Linked DNA regions of Oryzias latipes: region 1 is linked to region 2. A link is a contact called in public Hi-C data. All regions are on one chromosome and are shown on one strand. Each heading gives the region's core, a stretch centred on a gene start, on an enhancer-like site or on the middle of the called end of the contact. The rest is flanking DNA. Distances are from core to core; before and after follow the strand shown.

The links. Hi-C and Micro-C count contacts between places; a contact is called where the count stands out from the background.
Region 1: a contact with region 2 is called in a Hi-C map of embryo, with 3 times the contacts expected there. The contact joins the promoter of pxdn here to the promoter of rtn4ip1 in region 2. A contact is called at or near these places in 3 of 5 Hi-C or Micro-C datasets (embryo and fibroblasts).

The regions. Positions count from the first base shown.
Region 1 is chr22:20,439,925-20,444,978 of ASM223467v1, reverse strand. It overlaps pxdn (peroxidasin homolog), which reads left to right and starts at 3,099. Exons shown (of 22, transcript XM_023951436.1): 1 at 3,099-3,528. The coding sequence starts at 3,335.
Region 2 is chr22:20,309,623-20,315,087 of ASM223467v1, reverse strand. rtn4ip1 (reticulon-4-interacting protein 1, mitochondrial) reads right to left here and starts at 3,537. Exons shown (of 9, transcript XM_004082677.3): 1 at 3,098-3,537; 2 at 2,841-2,992; 3 at 797-865; 4 at 455-579. The coding sequence starts at 3,377. It overlaps qrsl1 (glutamyl-tRNA(Gln) amidotransferase subunit A, mitochondrial), which reads left to right and starts at 3,675. Exons shown (of 11, transcript XM_011490621.2): 1 at 3,675-3,780; 2 at 4,440-4,599; 3 at 4,673-4,771; 4 at 4,847-4,943; 5 at 5,070-5,225; 6 at 5,318-5,465. The coding sequence starts at 3,757.

The DNA.
Region 1 (5,054 bases), core at 1,850-4,349, 130 kb before region 2:
AACTGGAGTGAGGTCGAAACCTCGATGAGGACGACGAGCATGCAGATGAGCTTCCCTGAGACGGTTTCTGATGGTTTGTGCAGAAATTCTGTGGTTATGCAAACCGATTGTTTCAGCAGCTGTCCGAGTGGCTGGTCTCAGACGATCTTGGAGGTGGACATGCTGGATGTGGAGGTCTTGGGCTGGTGTGGTTACACGTGGTCTGCGTTGTGAGGCCAGTTGGATGTGCTGCCAAATTCTCGGAAACGCCTTTGGAAATGGCTTATGGTGGCGAAATGGACATTCAATTCCCTAGCAACAGCTCTGGTGGACATTCCTGCTATCAGCATGCCAATTGCACGCTCCTTCAAAACTTGCGACATCTGTGGCATTGTGTTGTGTGATACAACTGAAGATTTCAGAGTGGCCTTTTCTTGTGGCCAGTCTAAGGCACACCTGTGCAATAATCATGCTGTCTAATCAGCATCTTGGTATGGCACACCTGCGAGGTGGGATGGATTGTCTTGGCAAAGGAGAAGTGCTCACTATCACAGATTTAGACAGATTTGTGAACAATATTTCAGAGAACTGGTTATTTTGTGTATGTGGAAAATGTTTCACATCTTTGAGTTCATATCATAAAAAATGGGAGCAATAACAAAAGTGTTGCGTTTATATTCTTGGTCAGTGTATATATACTGTATATATATATTTGTGCAATCTGGTCCTGGTACACAATTTCCAATAACAAATAGAAAAATAAAAAATAGAAAAGAGAGGTGGTCAATCCAGATAATAAAAACAACAGGCTAAATAAACAACGGGCAATTTGCACTTCAGCAGGATTTCTCCTTCTTTCTGCAATATTTGTATTTTCCTGAAAGATCCCATGTAATGTGAATTTTCTGACTGTATCAGAGAACGGAACTGAGGGAGTGTGACGTCACCCATAGAAAATGCCGTCCACTTCCAACCAAATGAAGTCAATTTATTCACCACCAGATCGCCTCAGTAAGCTATGATGGGTCTGTGTCGGTCTGAATCTAATTGACTGTACGACAGAACTGGACTGAGTGACCCCTCCCCCCTGGCGTTCCTGACAGGAAGTACCTGCTTGTTCCAAGAAGCCAAAATCCCACAGACGTCTATAGAGAAACAATCAGCTGTTACTCTGTCATTCTGTTGGTCAGAATGAACATTCTGGATCTGACACTTTTTATAACATCTTGATAATTCTCTTTTTTTGTCATGTTTCTTTATTGCAAGTACTTGCAGTGAAATGGAGCTGTGGAAGATAAAGCTCGTACAGCATGAAAATACAAGTTTACTCCCATTGTGTCATTTAGATCGTCTGTCTGAAAGCATAGAGGAACGAAGGCCCCCTGTGTTTGAAAAAGACGTCATAAAACATTGAGTTATGGAAAGTAGGCATGAATATAACTAATTCCTACTTAATCTGTCAGTTTACTAAACAGGGAACAGGACGGCATTCTTAGTCCTGACACAAGTTAAAAGTAAGGAAAGTGTTGAAAAGGTTGACATTTTGTCACACCCATCATGACTTTAAAAGTTTGTGTTTCCCAAAGTCGCCAGCAGATGTCAGCAAAGTTCAGCTTCTGGAGAATCTGGTGTATGGAGAGAAAAGACGTGTGTGTATTCTGGCTCTGAACTTGTGTCTGTGTGTGATTTTGGATGTGTGTGTGATACTTGTTTTGTAACGCACACAATACATTTTGTGTGTTCGTGTGTATACTTGTGTATTCACATGAAATACAATTTACGCACAATCAAGTCAAGACTGCAAAGCCCTGCAGAGAGTTGTGCGCTTAGCTGAACGCATTTCAGGATCTGCTCTCCCCTCTCTACATCTACCTCAAACGCTGCAGAAGTAGAGCTGCAAAAATCATCAAAGACTCCAACCACCCCAGTAATCATTCTTTCACTTTGCTGCCATCTGGTAAGCGCTACCGTAGCCTGATGGCAAAGGCCGAGAGACTCAGGAGGAGCTTCTACCCCCAGGCCATCAGGCTCTTAAACTCTAAACGTGTATCTTAATTATTTAAGTCTACAGTTTACATTCATGCACTTTATTTTGCGTTCTATATTTAATTTTACAATACACATTTTTTCTTATTTCATCTTTACATAGCTTTACTTGTGTATATTATGTATATTTTCATCTGTGCTGTTTTCCTTAATTATTTCCACTGTCCCCAGAGCGGACCTGGCGTACATTTCACTACTGGTTGTATTTGCTAAATATAACTTTGTATGTCACAATTAAAAATTCTTGATTCTTGATTTTTGACTTGAAATGACAGCAGCTTAAGACTAACTAGAAATTTAAAACAGCTCCTACAAATCTTGAAATAGAACGCACCAGTCGTCTGATACACAAAACCACATCTACGCACAGATCGGTTACAAGTACACCAGCGGTACTTCTATGCGTTTATATGGCATAAATGTCAAGTTTTTACTAGATTTTATTAACATGACTGTATCAGAGAACTGGACTGAGCAGCTGTAATCTTGCCCATAGAAAAGGCCTCACTCCCGCGAAATGAAGCTAATTCAGTCGCCATTTTTCTGCAATACGGACGTCGCCATGTTGAAACCAGATATCCTCAGTGATTGGCCTGAGTCGCCGTTTCTATGGCACCCACTGTCACCAATCAGGGGTGAGCTTGTTGGAAGTCCACACCCCTTCCTCTTGAGAATCTGTCAATCAAACATTGAGCTGGGGAGAAGCGGGCAGCACATGCTTTTACTGAGATGTCTGATTGGTCAGTTTATAACTTGAACAACAGAAAAACAGCTGGCAGTCGCTCCTCTCTGCCTGCAGGACTAACGCCAGACCCGAGGAGCTCTCCTACTGGGACCCATGTCCGTGCACACTTCACGTGCACGTCAGGGACCTGTGTTACAGACACCATCTAGTCAATGGATGCACGTTTGACAAATCCAGAATAAAAAATGTAGAAAATCACCCATTGTTTGTGTGTTTGCATTGAGCCTGTATGCAGACGCTGCAACAACCCAATTTCCAAGGCTGGGGTCAATAAAGTATCTTGATTTTATCTTAGAAAGTACATAGAATGTGAATATAATATTAATAGAAATGAATTAGAATATAAATAGAAAGCAGAAGCTGCAGGTGTCTCTAACACCTGTGTGCCACCGTGTCTGTCGCCAGGGGTCGCTGCTGCTGCTGCTGCCGCCAGGCTGCAGGCGGAATGAATGGGCCGTCAGGGCGGTTCTGCTGGACTTTGACGGGACGGTGACGCTGCAGCTGCAGGCGCGCGCCACAGAGGGGGGAACGGGGCAGCTGGCGGGCTGTGCTCTGCTCTTAGCAATGGCGGTGTGGACTCGCAGGCTCGGTTCTCCGGGGGTCGTCGCGGCGGCGGCGGTGTTGCTGCTGCTGCTCGCCTGCGGACCGCCGTCCGCGCTTTGCTGCCCGAGCCGCTGCTTGTGCTTCCGGACCACCGTGAGGTGTATGCATCTGAACCTGGAGGCTGTGCCGGCCGTGTCTCCTCTGACCACCATCCTGTGAGTACCCCCCCACCAGTCTGCACGCGCTCTTTTCCACCACGTTCACGCGCGTTTCCGGCGGGTCCCGGTTGAATCCGGTGTGGGAGTCAGCGGGTTCGTTTGGCGGAGTTGAGGAAGTTTGCACAAAGTTGTCATTCACGCTTAAGTGGGTCCAGCCGTGGACCGCAGAGGCTCATGGTCTTCTGGGGGGGGGGGGGGGTCATGAGGTCAGTTTGTGCAGAAACATGCCATCCATGACTGCCTTCAGAATCTCCCAGAGTCTCACCTGTTTTCTTGTTATTGAAGGAAACTGCTTCCTATTTAAAAGGAACCCCGTCTTCACTCTGTGTCTTCCAAACATTTTCTAATCTAATCCAGTGATTTTCAACCTTTTCTGAGCCAAGGGACACTTTCTCCTTAGAAATCCCACACCAGCACCCAAAGAAATTCAAAAAGGAGAAACTCATAGTCTATATTGATGGACAGTCCCTCCATGATCTCACGTGCATTTTTGTGATGATTGTGACAGAAAAAGCTGGAAGTTGCAGCTGTTTTTTCTAAAAGATGTAATGAAAGTTAAGTTAGTTTTCAGTAATAATTTTCAACTAAATTATTTGAAATTTTACCCTGATAGTAGTTTTTTCCTTCAGTTAATTAACATGCAATGTTATGTAACCTCACAAAAAAACAAATATATTCTTTCTTAATAGTGATTTATTTTTTAAACGTTAGTGTAAAGGGAACTGTAATTTTTGAACAATTATATGATCACAAGATGTTTGATACATTTTACACAAAAAAGACTAACATTATATTTCTGTTTTCTGTAGCTACACAAAAAGTGAAAATGTTAAAGTTTTATTAGTTTTTCTTTTGTCTTAATCAAAGATGAAGTCTTTCAAAACTTTAACAAAAATGTTTTATTTCTTTTTAGATGATTAAATTGTTTCAATTTAGTCTAATTGTGTCTGTTGGCCACTTCACCTTAATCCTGTTTATTAAATGTTGTTATTACTTTTTCTTAAGTTTAACACATAAAATAATCCAGACGTTATTAGAAAAGTGTTTCAGTTAGAAAGATGACTTGGAGGAACTAAACTGTTCATCTCTGATTTCATCAAGAAGATTTAAAAACTGTTTGATGTGTGTTCGTTGTGGTTTAAGACGTTTAACAAGGAAGACTCATTGTACGCTGAGACGCTGTCACTTTAACCCGATGCATCATGGGAGATCTAGTGAAGGCAGCCAGACTCTAATCTCCAAGCTACATTGTTTTGTTCACTTGTTCCACGGTCTGACTCCCGATTCTGTGGAAAGCTACACCGCTAAAGACGAGCTTTAGCTGGGTTTTTTTTTTGTTGGAATTGGGAGATTTTATCAGCCGAGTCGGAACTAGGAAGTGAAGACTTTAACCACTTCTGATTGGTCAGACCGATGACGTATGATTAAGCCTCCAAGAATGATTGGAGGAGACAGATAAAGGGGCGGGACTTTTCTGAAAACAGAGCTGAAGCTGCGGCTAAATCGCGGTACCGTCATTCTTA
Region 2 (5,465 bases), core at 2,288-4,787:
GGTTCTGGCAGGGTTCTGGGGGGTGTTATGGGGGGTGTTATGGTGGGATTCTGGTAGGGATCTGGGGGGTGTTATGTGTGGTTCTGGTGGGGATCTGGTGGGGTTCTGGCAGGGTTCTGTGGGGTGTTATGGTGGGGTTCTGGTGTGTGGTACTGGTGGGGATCTGGGGGGTGTTATGTGGGGTTCTGGTGGGATCTGGACAGGTTCTGGTAAGGTGCTAGTGGGGTTTGGGGGGTGTTATGGTGGGGTTCTGGTGTGTGGTTCTGGTGGGGATCTGGGGGGTGTTATGTGTTGTTCAGGGGGGGGTTTGGTTCGGGATCTTGTAGGGTTCTGGCAGGGTTCTGGTGGTGTTATGCGGGGTTCTGGTGGGATCTGGCAGGGATCTGGTGGGGATCTGGTGGGGATCTGGGGGGTGTTATGTGTGGTTCTGGTTTGGGTTCTGGCAGCCCCTCACCGTTTGTTCCCACACTTGTCCTTACTCAGTCCTCCCGTGTTGACCAGAGCTGACCAGGCGGTGGCCGCCACGTACGGCATGGCTGCTGCCTCCGTGTGGCTCAGGGACTTTGGCTTCCAGGAGATCTGCCAACATCACAGCAGAAGTGAGGAGCGGCGCCATGCAGCACAACAGAACCTTTGATTTCTGGAAACACAAAGAAACTAAAGAACCAAACACACTGAAACCATGAAGACATTAGGGGAACAGAGACCTGATGCTGGGGTAGAAAGATCCAACTCCACGCGTAAAGGTCAGACACTCACCATCTAAACACAGAGGCAGAAATGTGATGAGCCGTACCTCGTTTGCACTCAGCACCACAAACTCAGCCAAGCTGCCCTGTTTCCACGGCGGGATGGCAGCCCAGACCTGAGAGGAAACACAGCATCCCCTCAGAACGGCGTTTCTCTGCAGCAGCAGCAGTTCTCAATATTCTGTTTCATTAGCAGGGAAATCTCAACCAGTCTGGAAGCAGAGTAGCACTGAATACAAGGTTTTGGTTTCTAACCAGGATCAATAGACAATATTTGACCAGAAGTCTGTGGAATATTTAAGAACATGGATGGGAGCAGAAACACTCATTCCTCTCACAGCTCCAGTTCAGTTTAGTGATGTGGAGATTGGATCTGCAGAGCGAGCAGCCCGATCAGAATCAAGCAGAGCCAAGCGACGGGGAACGACCTTCCTGAGGTTTGGGGTTTCTGTGACGGATTTCAAAGACCTGAGATGCTTGGGAATGTTCTGTTCTCCAAATGTGAGATTCTTTGTTACCAGACTGACAGGCTGCTACGATCAGTCAGGAGACGGTCAACATGCTGCTCTACTAAACACAGGAGGTGTCCAGGAATCCTGCAGTCTGACGCAAACGTGCCTGCATCACGTTTGGAGCTGCACAGCTGAAACGCCATCAGCTCCGGCTGGTCAAGCCGTCTCAAACTCAGAAATCCTGGAATGACGTCAGAACCACAAGAGCAGCTCAGCTTAGCAGCTCGACGGCGGATTGCAGAGCTCATCCTGCTGCTCTCATCACAGACTTGGTCACCGGTGTAGGTACAAAAACTGTTCGGCCTGCAATAAGTGCTCAGGGGCCTGACACTAATGATGATGTCACACTACGGTAGCCCCACTAGGACAAACTACGTAGCGTGGAGATCTGCTCGGGTTCTACACGTTTTCATTTCACGTTTCCTTTTGTAACCTAAAGTTCTTTTCCCTCATAAGTTGTGTCTGACATTATTCTTTGTAGTGTTTATAGAGAGATCTTGCCACAGCCCACTTTGTAAAAAGATCTGTGGCTGTTAGAATGAACCTGCTGCTCCACAGAGAGAACCGTGTCTCTGATCAGAGCAGCTGGAGTCTCGTAGCTTCGTGTTCGCAGGCAGGGAAGGTGCTTTGTTATAGTGTGCGGTCCGGAGGAGGGTTCTGACCGCAGTCCGTCCGGCCGCTCTGCGTGACGCGAGCGTTTGCAGTCATCTTTAAATTATCAAGATGCCGTTTTTACCCTAAATCTAAGAACCTGTCGCTTTCTAGGACATAGTTTCTGCAGAGCGGCAGGACTTCATAAGAAATTCACCTCTGACTTGCTGTTGACGTGGAAGTATGCCACTACTCATATCCCATCATTGCTTACAGTCCCCCACACCCCCAACCAAACATTAGCAGGACAACAAAAGTGACAATCAGCATCTGATCTATCCAGCCGTCCAGTTCTGATCCAGATTCCAGCTCAGACCAGCAAAACAAAGACGTTCATGGATCTGTTTGTCTGAGAGTGGATGATCAGAAAGGGGCGGATACTTTGGCCCCGCCCACTGTAGGTTGTACGAAACAACTACAAGTTTTTCCAGCTTTTTCGGCTGCTCCTGATTCACAGCAATTTTCATAAATACGCAGAAATGCCGCTTTAATCTTAGTTTACATGTCCTCCATCATGAGAAATGCTACAAGAACATGTTAAACCACCAATAACACCATCTTCATGGGAGTGGCTCTCGAAATACCTGAACTATTCCTAACAAAAGCCATTGAACTGCAGCTTCCTCTTTCTAACATCAACCTTCTGCGTTGCTGCATCGTCTGCAGAGCGGCCTCATGTCTAACGTCACAAACTTTGATTTCCAAGCATGTGTTTCACAAGAACTCAGTCCACCTGTTCCATCTCACCTGCTGGAAACCACCTGTACTGGCTGCTCAGAGGACCTCCACAGCCTCTTAAATGTCTGAAGTGACCTGGGGGCCATGAGGGCTCTGATCCAACAAACAGCATTTTCTAAGAACATTAGAAGTTCTCTCATTTAATGTGTTTCTATCCAATCTTCTGCTTTTTTTCCTTTCTTTTTTTTACCTCATCTCTCTCTTGGAAGTATTTGACCCCCAGGCCGCACTCCATGATGACCCCGGACACATCCCTCCCCAGGATGAGCGGGAACTCACTGCCGGACCGCGAGATGCTGAGAGGATCCCGCTTCATGGAGAGAGTGGCGGCACCGTAACCACCTGGAGGAACCAAAAGCTCAGATTCACCAACACAACCGGTCTGTTCATTCCCTCTGCTTCAGAGATGAAAGGGTTCCGCCTGGCGCGCGTGCCGCGGACGTTTACCTCTCATGCTGACGTCCAGCGGGTTCAGGCCGGCGGCAAACACCTTGACCATCACCTCATTGGGGAAGGTGATGGAAGGGAAGCTGGCGTTCCGAGTGAACCGTAAAACGTCATTGCTGCCGTATTTGTCAATGACCCAGGCAGGCATGACATCCCGGCACCTCCTGGAGGTACTGATCCGCCTGCTCTGGTTCTGGAGTCTGGTAGGGGGGTTGCGCGCGCACGCTTTCCTCAGCGGAACCAGCAGACGCGTGTGCACGAGAATGTTGGCCGAAGTCATATTTACACGTTTCCAAAAAAAAAAAAAAAGTACACGTTTCCAGAGGCGAGGAGGGGGCGTGTCCAGCCACCACTAGCTAACAATCATTGCCTCGAGAAAAGAAAAAAACTTAAATATGTACTTTATGCGTGTTTATATATGTGGTTCGCTTCAGTTCAACGACCTTAGCTTGTGGAGTTTCGCTTCTTCCGTAACCGGCATCCGGACCAATGGTTTGGACAGGAGCTCTGCTCGTCCACCAATCAGAGCACTCGTTCTTCAAAGATTGTCCAATCACCGACGGGGACGTTCGGGGACCGGAAATACCCCAATCAAAATGGCGACTCTCTGGTGCAGCATCCTACTCCGTTCGTAAATGTGAGGTTTTCCCAAACCCAACATGCTCGGCTTGACCTTAAAGGAGGTCAGTATCACTAATCTCTGCTTTTCTGTACATATACACTATTTTAAAAGATGGTAGTTCACTGCGCTCGTGCTTGTTTCATGTAAAATAATGATCCCTGTGGAAACGGCGTGAATTAAAGTATTTATCGTAACTCGATCTCTTGTTTTAAACACTGGATTACATAAATAATAATTCGCCTAAAGTTTTCAGTCCTTAAAGTTTCTCTTACAGCTCAGTTTTGTTGGTCAAAAACGCTACTGAAGCCCACGAGGGACAAACGAGGAAAACCAAAATAACACTGTTCAAACACACTTAAACATCTCTTGTGTGTTTGATCAACGGAGACTGAATCTGACCAGATCAAAGCAGAACATTAAAAACAAAATAAGTATGGAGCTGAATATAAGTGAGATGAAAAAAGGGAAACGGGAGGAAGAAGAAGAGTTTTGTTTTTGTTGGGATATCAGTGCAGCATCACTGTGTGTAAAATAAAAGCTGCTGTTGAACATTCAACACAGAATTCAGAGTATGAGACTGTAAAGGATTTCACCTGAAAGCTAAAGTTGAAATAAAGTCAGCCAGAATGCAGATCTCTGTTTGGTGAGAATGACTGGATGGTCTGCAGGCCGTCGGCATGTGTGCTAGAGGACTTTCAGGTGGTGGTCTTTGGTCCTCAGGTGTCCTTGGCATTCAGGGAGGGAAGAATATCTCCAACTGAGCTTTGCAGGAAGTGTCTAAACCGCATCAAGAAAACTCAACACCTGAACGCGTACATCACTGTGACGGACGAGCTGTCGCTGACGCAGGCCCAGGAGTCTGAAAGGCGGCTGCAGCGAGGTGCACACGCATGAGCCGTGCATGACGTGTCCCACAGAAGCTGCAGGCTCTGGCTCAACCTGTCTGTGTTCAGGTGTCCCTAAAGGTCCGCTTGATGGGGTCCCCTTTGCAGTCAAGGACAACTTTTGCACTAAGAATGTCAGGACCACATGTGCCTCCAGGATGCTGAAAGGTCTGCGAGCTCAGTTCAGCTCCTGTGTTCATCTGTGTCCATGCTTTATTGTTAAGCTGCTCCTGTTTGTCACAGACTATGTTCCACCATTCAACGCTACTGTCGTGCAGAAACTTCTGGACCAAGGGGCCGTTCTGATGGGGAAGACCAACATGGATGAGTTTGCAATGGGGTATTTACTAGTATGTGGTGTATGGGTCATACGGTAGTTACTTTGGACTTTCTTAAGTTTGTAAGTGTGTGCTGGTCCTGAAATGAAATTTGAAGCCGTGTGTGCAGCTGTATGTCTTCCACGCAGGGCGGGCAGTACTGACGGGGCGTTTGGACCTGTGAAGAACCCGTGGAGCTACACGGAGCCCTACAGAACGCTGGCAGGCCCAGAGGCCGACTGGGTCATCGCTGGAGGAAGTTCAGGTGGAAGCGCTGCAGCTGTGGCCTCGCTCACCAGCTACCTGTGAGAAAGCCGCTTTCCAGCTTTATGGAGAACCTGTCAACCCAGCGGCTGTGGTTTAACCAGCGTTCTTGTTTCTGGTGATGTTTCGGCAGAGCTTTAGGATCAGACACGGGTGGCTCCACCCGTAATCCTGGCGCGCTGTGTGGCGTTGTGGCCTTCAAGCCCACTTACGGTCTGCTTTCACGACACGGTCTCATCCCTCTGGTCAACTCCATGGATGTCCCTGGCATTCTGACGCGA